2 separate regions of the Sus scrofa genome follow, and region 1 is linked to region 2. The links are chromatin contacts, called in public HiChIP or PLAC-seq maps. All regions are on one chromosome and are shown on one strand. Each heading gives the region's core, a stretch centred on a gene start, on an enhancer-like site or on the middle of the called end of the contact. The rest is flanking DNA. Distances are from core to core; before and after follow the strand shown.

What was found. HiChIP or PLAC-seq counts read pairs in DNA pulled down with a chosen protein or histone mark.
Region 1: an H3K27ac HiChIP or PLAC-seq map of skeletal muscle shows a contact between it and region 2. The contact joins the promoter of TSC22D3 here to the enhancer-like site in region 2. A contact is called at or near these places in 2 of 5 promoter capture datasets (fetal liver and liver), 25 of 47 Hi-C or Micro-C datasets (alveolar macrophages, blood, brain and 14 more) and 2 of 2 datasets of contacts at active chromatin or transcription factors (alveolar macrophages and skeletal muscle).

The regions. Positions count from the first base shown.
Region 1 is chrX:88,231,566-88,236,626 of Sscrofa11.1, reverse strand. TSC22D3 (TSC22 domain family protein 3) reads left to right here and starts at 3,044. Exons shown (of 4, transcript XM_021080824.1): 1 at 3,044-3,355; 2 at 3,620-4,045. The coding sequence starts at 3,726.
Region 2 is chrX:88,180,662-88,185,618 of Sscrofa11.1, reverse strand. All of the region lies in intron 2 of TSC22D3 (TSC22 domain family protein 3), which reads left to right. Among named protein-coding and RNA genes, the nearest start is that of TSC22D3, 50 kb to the left of the region's middle. Within about 2 kb of position 2,283, at least 5 of the 83 cell types and tissues checked have an H3K27ac peak or open chromatin away from gene starts, as enhancers often do. A contact at or near this core is called in fetal liver and skeletal muscle, where this site is marked.

The sequences.
Region 1 (5,061 bases), core at 1,795-4,294, 50 kb before region 2:
CTTAGGCCCCAGCATACACACTGTTCTCACCTCCAGGCCTCTGTTCTTTCCTCTCTTCGAGGAGTAGATTGCTCTTCCCTCCTTCTGGAGCTGACCGCCCCTTCACACTCACCCAGCAGTGCTCCCCCACCCAAACACCCCCCTGGGCCTCCATCATCACTTCCTGTTTCTGTTGCTTTTGTCTGTTTACATATCTGTGTTGCCAAATAGACCATGAGTTCTTTGGGGGCTTGTGCTGATTTACCTCTGAATCTCCACTAACCCTTGCACTTGGCACAGGGCAAGTGGCGAGTGCCTGACTGTCGATGATTCCATCTGAGAAAGCGGTATCCCCCTTTTTCCCCTTTCTCCTCCACCCAGAAAGCCACCAGCTCTGTCTGGAAGTGGGGCCCCCCTCTACTCCCTGGGTTTATACAAGAACTTTGTGCTACTTGGAGTCTCTCCATCCAACACAATACATGGGAGCAAAGCTTCACAGAGAGGAGCCAAGGAGGCCCTGCCCAGTCCGCCTTCCTCGGGAGGTAGAAGTCAATACAAGCAGGACTTGTAAATGCAAACACACAACAGCTTTCTGAACTCCGTCTCTGAACTATCTAGATTGTCCCTCTCTAAGTTATATTTGCTCTTGATCAGCTTGGAGATAGTATGCAGAGCTGCACTGAATTATTAACAATGCTGCTTGTGAGCAAGGACTCCAACAAGGGAAAGGTGGAGGGAACAAAATCTGGAGTTTAAAGGTGCCACATGCCAAGAAGGAAATCCTTCCACCAGGGCTTCCTCCCAAGGTTATGCACAGAGATAAGAGGATTCGGGGCAAGTGTAGAAGCAAAAGGCCCCAGCAGTTCTCAAAACACAACTTAAATAAACATTTATGGAGCTAATATATTTTGTTATAATGTTTAACATAAAATAATTATAAACAAGAGGGAAAATCATCAACACTGTAATTAAAAAACAATTCAGCAGGCTATAAGTCTACACAATGCATATTAAATTTCATATTCTACTACCTCCTCTGGCTTTTACCCAAGAACATTAAAAAAAAAAAAAAAAGACAATGAAGAAGAAAAGGGGAAAATAACGCATCTAAGGGACCGGGGTTTAAGAGAACCAGCAGAATCTTCTGCAGTCGGTGAGAACACAGGGACCATACTCTCAGCTTTGCTGGTCTGGTCAGTGACCTTCCAACGCCTCTTTCACGTCTGATCTTGGTTTCCTGTCAGGGGCCAGGGATACAGCTTGTTTTTAGTTTTCCGGGGCCTACAGCAGAGAGTATACGGCCCTCTGTCCTTTTCGGGAAATGGCCGGGCCCCACGTAAGAGCCACAGAGCCTTGGAAACAAGAAATTGTTGGCTGCCCTTTGCTCCTAATCACGGAGGTGATGCTTGTGGAACACGGAGGGAGCGTGTGCCAAATCTAGGAAAGCCAGATCGGTAGGGACTCAGGCAGGTGGAGCTCCACTAGAAAGGGTGGCTCTGCCCTGACTGGGGTCCAGGCGCACTGCTTGGCCAAGGAGCCCTTTTGGTGTGGACCCTCTGCCTCCTCTTTCCTCCTACTCTCGGGACCAGTGCGGGGTCAATTCCACTAGGGGGCACCGAAGGCGTCTCTGCAAGATCTGACTCCGGCAGGAAACGTTCCACGTTTTGACCACAAGATGGCAGTATATACTGCTCTATTGCCAGCGCCCTGGGCGGGTGAAAGAAGCGAGCTGATGGGGGGGTGGGGAGTATTGGCTGCAACTGAAATCCGTCTGAGTTTTCAGTGAAAGCTGAACACCATGAATATTTTGAATTTTTTTCAGGAGGCAGTAATTACTGAATTCTACGCATTCAAAGTATTCTAAGTCTCCAAGTCCTGAGACATGCGGGAACCCTACCACTTATCAACCCCGCACATCCCCAGCTCTCACAAAGCTGGGGTTTGACCCACAGCAGCAACCTGCCGTGCTCTCCACAAACCTGCCCTTTCACCTCAGCTCCGCTTCAGACTCACCTTCTCCTCAGAGCCAAGAGCGTCAGGACATCCCCCCCAGTGCCCCAAAACATCCAATCACCCCACCTCTGGAAAGGGTAAGGACAGAGATCACCTAAGGCGGGTGGGGGATCAGAAAAGAGAGGGGAGCGCAAGTTTGGAAAGATGGGGGAAGCTGAGTGAAGTGGGGAGGAAGGGACAAAACTGAGGCGAAAGAGGGGTGCGTCAGCGAGAGGGGCAATCACATGCGGGAAAGGAAGGGGGAAGAAAGAAACCGAGGGGGGTAAGAGGACTTGGGGGTAGGGTGAACGAGGACATAGAGAAAAGGAGAAAAAAAATAATAAGACGGGGGCGAGAAAGAAAGGCAAGACCAGAAATGAGTCAAGAAAGAGGAGACAAGGAAAATAAATGAGAGGAAGAATGGAGAAGGGCAAAAAGAAGGAAGATGGGGGGAGCGGGGGGCGAAAATGGAGATAAGAGAGGGAGCGGGGGCGGGGGGCAGCGGGCGGCAGAAGCCTGCTAAGGGGCTGGCACTGCCGGAAGCCGGGACGTTGATGTCTCGGATGGGGTTCGGGGAAGAGAAGAGCGAGCAAAGGGGGCGGAAAGGGGGAGATGAGTGAAGGGAGGAGGCAGGGACAAAAACCGGGGAGCGGTTGAGCCGGCTTCTGTGACTTTCGTCTCAGGCCCGTCTGGGGACCTGCCGACGCGTGCCGGACGCCCTCAGGCTCCGGGCCGAGGCCGCCGCTCTCTCGGCACCCCACCCGCCCCCGACCCCGCTTCTCGAAGAAGGCGGCGTCTCTGCGGCAGAGGGCCCCGGCCGCGGCGGGACGAGGCAACTCGGCCCGCCCGCCGAGCTCGAACCCCCCGGTGGCGCGGCTCCCGGCTCCCGGCTCCCGGCTCCCGGGGAATCTCTGGCCGAGGATGCGCCCGCCGCGGCGCGAGAGCCCGAGCCGGGGAGCTGCGCGGCGCGCGCAGGGAGGGGGAGCCGAGCGGGGCTCCCGGGCGCGCGGGCGAGGGTGCGAGCGGCCGTGCGGGAGCGGAGGGCGGGGGCGGGGCGGCGTGGGGGCAGGACCGCGCCGGCTCCGGGGCGCGCGCCGGGGAAGCGGCGGACCCGCGTGGTCCGCCGGCCCACCGGGGGTCATTTGCATGCTGTCACAAGCCCCGCGCCGACTCCCGGGCGCGCGGCTCGCTCGCTCGCTCGCTCAGTCAGTCGCGCTCGGCTCCTGCCACCGCTCCGCCGGCGCAGCCCCGGGGAGCCCGAGAGCGGGCGAGCCAGCGAACCGGCGGCGAGGGAGGGAGGGAGGGAGGGAGCCCGGGAGGGAGGGAGCGAGGGCGCGCCCCGGCTCTCCCTCTGCCCCGCCGCCCGCCCTTCCTGCTGCCACAGGTCCGCCCCGGGCCCCGCTCACACTTGGGAAACTTGGGACGGCGCAGGGGCCGCGTGTGGCACCTCAGGGGGGGCGGCCCCGGCCTCGGGAGGAGGAGGAGGGGGGAGAGGAGGAGGAAGAGGAGGAAGTGAGCCCGAAGGATCCGCTCAGAGCTGTTTGTCCAGCTGTTTCTATTCGCACCCCGAGCGGCCGGCGCAGCCAGAAGGGGGCCGAGCCGAGGGTGGCCGGCTTTCGGCGCTAATTGACAACTCTTCTCCTCACAGCTTGTCTTTCCCAGACACCCTGGAGTCCCCTCAGGCCGGCCCGGCGGGCGCGCACCTGCCGGCCGCCCCTGACCGCGCGGGCCAGGCGGCCCCTGAGGCGGAGAAGATGGCCCAGCCCAAGACCGACTGCCGCTCACCTGTCGGCCTCGACTGCTGCAACTGCTGCCTGGACCTGGCCCACCGGAGCGGGCTCCAGCGCGACAGCAGCGGGGACAACAACAACCCGGGCAGCCCCACCGTGAGCAACTTTCGGCAGCTGCAGGAGAAGCTGATTTTCGAGAACCTCAACACCGACAAGCTCAACAGCATAATGCGGCAGGATTCGCTAGAGCCCGTGCTGCGGGACCCCTGCTACCTGATCAACGAGGGCATCTGCAACCGCAACATCGACCAGACCATGCTCTCCATCCTGCTCTTCTTCCACAGGTGGGTGGCGGGGCACACGGCGTGGGGGGGGGCGGCGGCGGCACACGGTCCCGGCTCGCACCGGCCTCTGCTGGATCCTCCGCTCGCACAAAAGGGGCCACCACGAAGTCCGGGGGGGGTGGGCTGGGGAGGTCAGGTTCACCCGGGCTGCGGTGGCCGACCCGACCCCGAGGCTGGCCACCTGGATTCCTGTGCCCCTGAGGGGAGGCCTGGCGGATGCTGTTTTTGAAAGGTGCCTGCAAGAAGCCCTCCTAGGGAGATGCTGGCGCCCAGAAGGTGGACAGAGCCCGAGACGGTTTGGGGGGAGCTGGCAGCACTTTCTCCCCCCAGTGCCCACATTTCTACAGCCACTTTGCAGATTCCGAGGTGGATGCCCTTGGGATCCCGAGTTCCCCCCTTCTCAAAAGCCTTTTTCTAAATATGCAAACTCGGATGGAAACTGCAAGGGTTTTTAAATTTCCTGAGTGGCCCCAACTGCCTCCGGTGAGGGCAAGCAGAATGTCCAGACAAATTAAGCTGCTGGTGGTGTGGGGCAGAGTGGGGAATAAGAAAAAATTAGAGACCTGTGAGAATTTCTCGAAACTCTAGGTGGTGGGACCCTCGCCTCCTCCATGGGTCCCAGCCTTCACTTTCGAGCCAGCGAGGGCTAAAAGCAGCCCCGAAGAGCATTCTAGGACCTGAGGGCGAATGAATCCGTGTGGGTTGCAGGCGTGGGTTGGAGTGCGGGTCAGACTTTCTAGAAATCGGGCTGAAGGACGAGGAAGGGAAGGGAGGGGAGAAACACAATGGGAAGACCCAATGCGTCTGCTGTCCTCCAGTCTGAGACACTCTGGTGAGGGCCGGTCTTACCAGACCCCGAGGGCAGGGGGAACAATGGAGGCAATTTTGAGGCAGGGGAGGCAACCTCGGGAAACCTAGTCTTGAGTTGGATGTTCTTAGAGCCACAGAGACGGCGCTGGTGTGTGTGTGTGTATATGTGTGTATTTGTGCCCGCGTGTGGGTGGGTTTTATTCTTT
Region 2 (4,957 bases), core at 1,034-3,533:
CGGGTGTGGCCCTAAAAAAGCAAAAAAAAAAAAAAAAAATTAAATGCTGATTCCATTTGAACAGCAATTCCTCAAACTACCTGGTTCCCATAGGCAATATCGAAGACTTGTGAAAGTCTGGACACAACAAATTGGAACTGGACAGGAAGTTAGAAATGCTAGACTTTGAGATGGCATTGATAGGGTGGCTCGTTTGGCAAGCCACTTTGCCAACGGTGTTTGGGGACCACAGCCCTTCCTCATGCAACAGAGCACATTCACGTGGTCCTTCTTATTTCTGGAAGAACTCAGCTATGCCACCTACAGGATATCCACCACGTCCAGAAACACAGGCGAATACATGTACTGGCGAGGACATCAGTCTGCAAAAAAATACAACATTATCTCCATTTCCAGACTTTGGGGTGTCCATAAACGTAGACAGCTTGTGTGTTATACATGTTGGGAAGGGGGTGCATCATTCCCATCTCATGAATGAGGAGCCGGCCTCATAAGGGGGTTTCGAAGCCTTCTAAGCAGCCCCGGGGGGCTGGCGGCTAAGGTGGAAAAGGAACCCTGGCCTCCAGCCCTCTTTGCTTCCCTCCCACTTGACTAAGTTCATTTAGGACAGGTGTTAGAGCTGCGTTTCTCAGGGAGCACCTCTCCTGGCATACGCACTAGAGGAGTCCCTCTCAATTCTTCTTGTCATTCCTCTCTGTCTGAGGACTTGGGTCCATGGGCCAAGCCCAGCAATGCAGCAGCCTATTGTTGGAGAGAAAGCAGCCGGTGACACGACAGATGCCTCTGGATGGTCTCCTGACTGTGCTCAGGCCCCGCCGCCCCAAGACGTGCAAGGAGTTTCTGCAAGTGCAAGGGTGTGGCCCTAAAAAAGCAAAAAAAAAAAAAAAAAAAAAAAGTTTAATGCTGATTCCATTTGAACAGCAATCCCTCAAATGACCCGGTCCCCATAGGCTGTATTGATGACTTGTGAAAGTCTGGACACAACAAATTGGAACTGGACGGGGAGTCAGAAATGCCAGACTTTGAGACTTCTCTTTTCAACTGCTGAGCTTGTAACTGTCTATGCTTGGCCATTCCTCAGTTTCCATATTTACTTTAGCTTTTCTGCAACTCTGTCAACAAACTCCATGGCATTATTAGTTTTAGCAAATAACAGGATGTCACAACTGTTGACCAGGATTCGTTACTCTGCTGTGAGAGCTCTATCCCAGGACACAGGGACCAGTGTTCCTCTTATTTTTTAAGGTGTATGAGCTTTGGCAGGAAGCCTTTCCCGAGCAGGCCCACTGCGCTCGGCTCAGTCTATAGGCCTTGAAGGCCGCTCACTGTCAAGGCTCTGCCCGCCCAGACCTGGGCTCTTCTGTCTTTGCGTGGTGGTACAAAGACATTTGTAAGTAGATTTTTTTCAAACAGTCGATGCAAATACCTTGAGTTTTCTGTCTCTTTACCCTTAGAGACTTGCAGTAGACTTTAAAAGAAGTCCGTGCTTGGTAAAGCAGCTTCAGGACTTCACATTCGTGTGGAGAAGGGCGAGGGGCTGGTATTTGAGGCTGGCCCTGAGAATTCCCAGGCTTTTGACCCCAAGTACCTTTCCTCCCCCCCCCCACCCCGATCCCTGCCTGTCCCAAGGAGCAAGAGACGAGGTTAAAAGGGTCACTCTGCTGCTGACAGGCAACCAGGAAGTCCAGGCCTTGGGGGAAGCATAACCTTTGTTTATTTAAGCCCCAAACCTAGCAGGCCATGTAAATTAAACATAAAAAGAAAAGAAAATAGCAAAACACAGGCCGGATGCGTACCAGAGAGAGCAGCAAATTCCCCTTTGGCCCTCCCTTGGGAGAAGGGAACCAGTGAGCTGCAGGGGCCACCTCTTTGCCCAGGAGACGCTCACAAGCCATGGGAAGGAGTGAGGATGGCGGGGCCAGGGCATGGCCACCGTTTGCAGAGGTCCCGGCAAATCTTTGTCGTCAGCCCCAGCAAAGCTCCTGAGGGGGAATGAGTCACAGCCCTCCAGCCAACCTCGGAAGGGATCCATGTCTGACCGGTGACAGCCACAGGGCTGGAGGAGAGCTGGCTTTTGTAGACGGGAGGTAGGGCTGGTTAATTGAACAGACTCTGCCCTTGGAGAAAAATCAGCCCCTCCCCGTTCCCTCCCCACCCCCTCGGTTCTTCTGTTTTCCTGCCCTCTGATGCCCGCCCCCCACGCCTCCAACCTCCCAGGCCACGAGTTCCCAGCGACAGCTGTGAAGTGTCTCAGAAGCAATCTGTTCCTCTTAACTGAGAAGCCACATTTGCCAAAGGTTGATTTATACATCCGAGCAGGTTTCGGTTATCCTTCCCATGGCAGCTCTCGTTCAAGTTCTGCTCCAGTTTTCAGGCGTGAGTGGCACAGAGCTAGCTGAGCCTGAGTGCACAAGAGATGGCTCAACAGACATCGGGTCCGGGATATGCCAAACCCTGTCATGGCGAGTCCTACAAAGTGGGGGGGGGGGTGACCTTGGCGCGATGGGCGCGCTTCATGTAGACCCTGTCTTGGCTGTCACCTATAGGCCAGTGGTTCCCAGAAGCAGTGCCACAGACTAGGCCCACAAGAGTTGCATCCACATCTCCCGAACGCACCCTTCCCAACCCATAGACTTATTCCACTAGGTTTTCTAGGGCTGGGGCCCAGGACAGCGGTATTCTCCTCATCCGGGCCCATTCCTTTCCCTCCGCAGCCCATCGGTGAGGTCAACCTGCTGTGTGTTTAGTCACCTGCCGATGCTGATCGGCCACTGATGACTCTGTTGAAAGTCATGCGAAAATTCAGTTCACCCTTATTTAAGCGTTTACCACTGAGAGTGGCAGAATGCGACACTTTCCCCGGGCCTTTAGCATTGGCAGAAAAAAACTTCCCTAATTCCTCCAAGTGTAAAGAATTCCATTAGGTCCCAAAGGTGTGACTCGGAGGATGACGTTGGTAGACACTGCAGTCGTCCAGTCAGGCAAACAGCTTGCCCTGGGAGGAATTTTTCCTCGGTGCCCTTCAAATCATACTTCTCAGGTCATCGGTCGCAAATAGCATCTCCTCAGAACTGTCCGCGTGAGGAGGCTGTGGCAATCATTTCTTAGGCATTCGCGTGATTGTGCACAAATGGTGCTTGTTTTTATTTCACTTTCACTTGAGCGTGTGATTGACAGCTTTGAAAACTGTCGACCTGGCAGCATGGGCACTGCCCGTGCCCGGTATAGGGTGTGAAGCAGTACGCTGGTTCCCCTGTATCCACCTGACTGCCACTCCGAGCTGCCCCCAAGACCCTGTCACCTATGGCCCCTGCGCAGCACACAGCCAGCTCTGGATGTCAGGGAGAACAGAGGCCGTGGCTTGTGACACTCTGGCCGGGTCTAGAGCTGCCATCCTGCTCCGTCCTGTTGCCTTACTACCCGTTTGGGGTCATGGGGACGCTGTCCTCAGCTGAGAGAGACGGAGACAGAGGTGGAGATGAAATGATGCCCTCTGCCTGCCTGGCTTGGTGAATTAGACTTTGTCAGAGGCTGAAAGGGTGTTTGCATAAATACGTGTGTGTTTCTCTGCTTCTCGTTCTTCCTGATAAGGTGTGTGTCTTCCTTGTCAGCAGTTCTCCAAGCGGGCAGGAGGCCTTCCTTAACCCCTCCCAGCGCTCCTTTGAGCTCTTTGGCTCTGTTCCCCTGGCCGGGGGTGGGGCGGGGGGGTGCCCAGGGGGGAACTTGACTTGTTTCTCTCCTCTCTTTCTGTTCGGGGAGCAGCGTGTTCCCTGCCCCGTCCTGCTAGCGCTCCCACCCCAGCCGGGCTGCCTTCTTTCCATCCTGGAAACCCTCGGGGGGCTGGGGGGGAGGTGGCTGGAGAGCCCATGCACGGGCCCCTTTGCAATCGCAGAGGCCCTCCTGGCAAGTCGCAGAGTCCCATAACAGAGGATCAAGGAGCCACCTCAAGTGAGCCCATGGTGAATAGCTCCGCTGTGAGGTAAGCAGTGGCCTTGGGCACACAATGTGAAAGGCCCAGGAGGCTCATAATGCTTACCCATCCTGGCCCAGGAGCCCCTGCGCGCCTGAAGAGGCCAGTATTATTACGGTCATTTTGTTCCCCAGGGAACCCGGACCACTTCAAAGGTCACTCATTCTATAGCGGGGGGCCCACACGGGAGCCAGGTGCTCCACCTCAGGGCCCTGGCCTCTTCACAGGCCCCTTGTCTGCTGGCTTCGCATCCCCAACAAGATCCTCCTGCTTCTCGTCTTCTAAGCATTGCCAATCGTCTCAAGTCCTTCACATACCACTCCAAGTAACCCCGGCAACTGCTAGGGAAAAAAAAAAATAGCTTGGAATTTCAGCTCTTGAGACTGCGCCATAGGGCAGAAGCCCTGGGGAGAGGCCCTACCAGTGTCTCCCTGACCTGAAGAAGCTGATGGAGCGCTGGTGCAGATCAACAAACACGGCCATGTGTTTTGCTGCTTCCTTTCCTGCCCCTGCACCTCCCCCCAGAAGGCTGTCATGGGCCAGGATTCACAGAAGGTGGGCCTTGAAGAGGAGGGGTATTTGCCTATCTGAGGGCAATATAGAGCAAGGAGAAGACGGCAAGGAGCTGGCCAAAGAAGGAAAGCCAAGAATTAGGCAGGTAGAGGTGACCCCACCCTAGCTGTGCTGAACACCGACTGCCCCCCTAAAAGGAGGGGATTGGCAACTCAGAGTGAGGGACCACTGTTGGCCACCATGTCAGAGGAGCCTTTGGTCCTGCAGAACCTCCAGGCTCCATGACTGCTGTGTTACTTCCACCTAGATGTGCACGCACCAAAGCACGGGGGGTGGGTGTGAAAACAAAACCACCCCCAATTCTGAGGAATGAAGCGATGCCCTGGGGTGATGGAGGTTGGTGTGGTCCCCTCCCAAACCCTAGGCTGCCTTCCCAAGCACACCCCCCCCACCAAGCCCTAGGCTTTTTCCTGA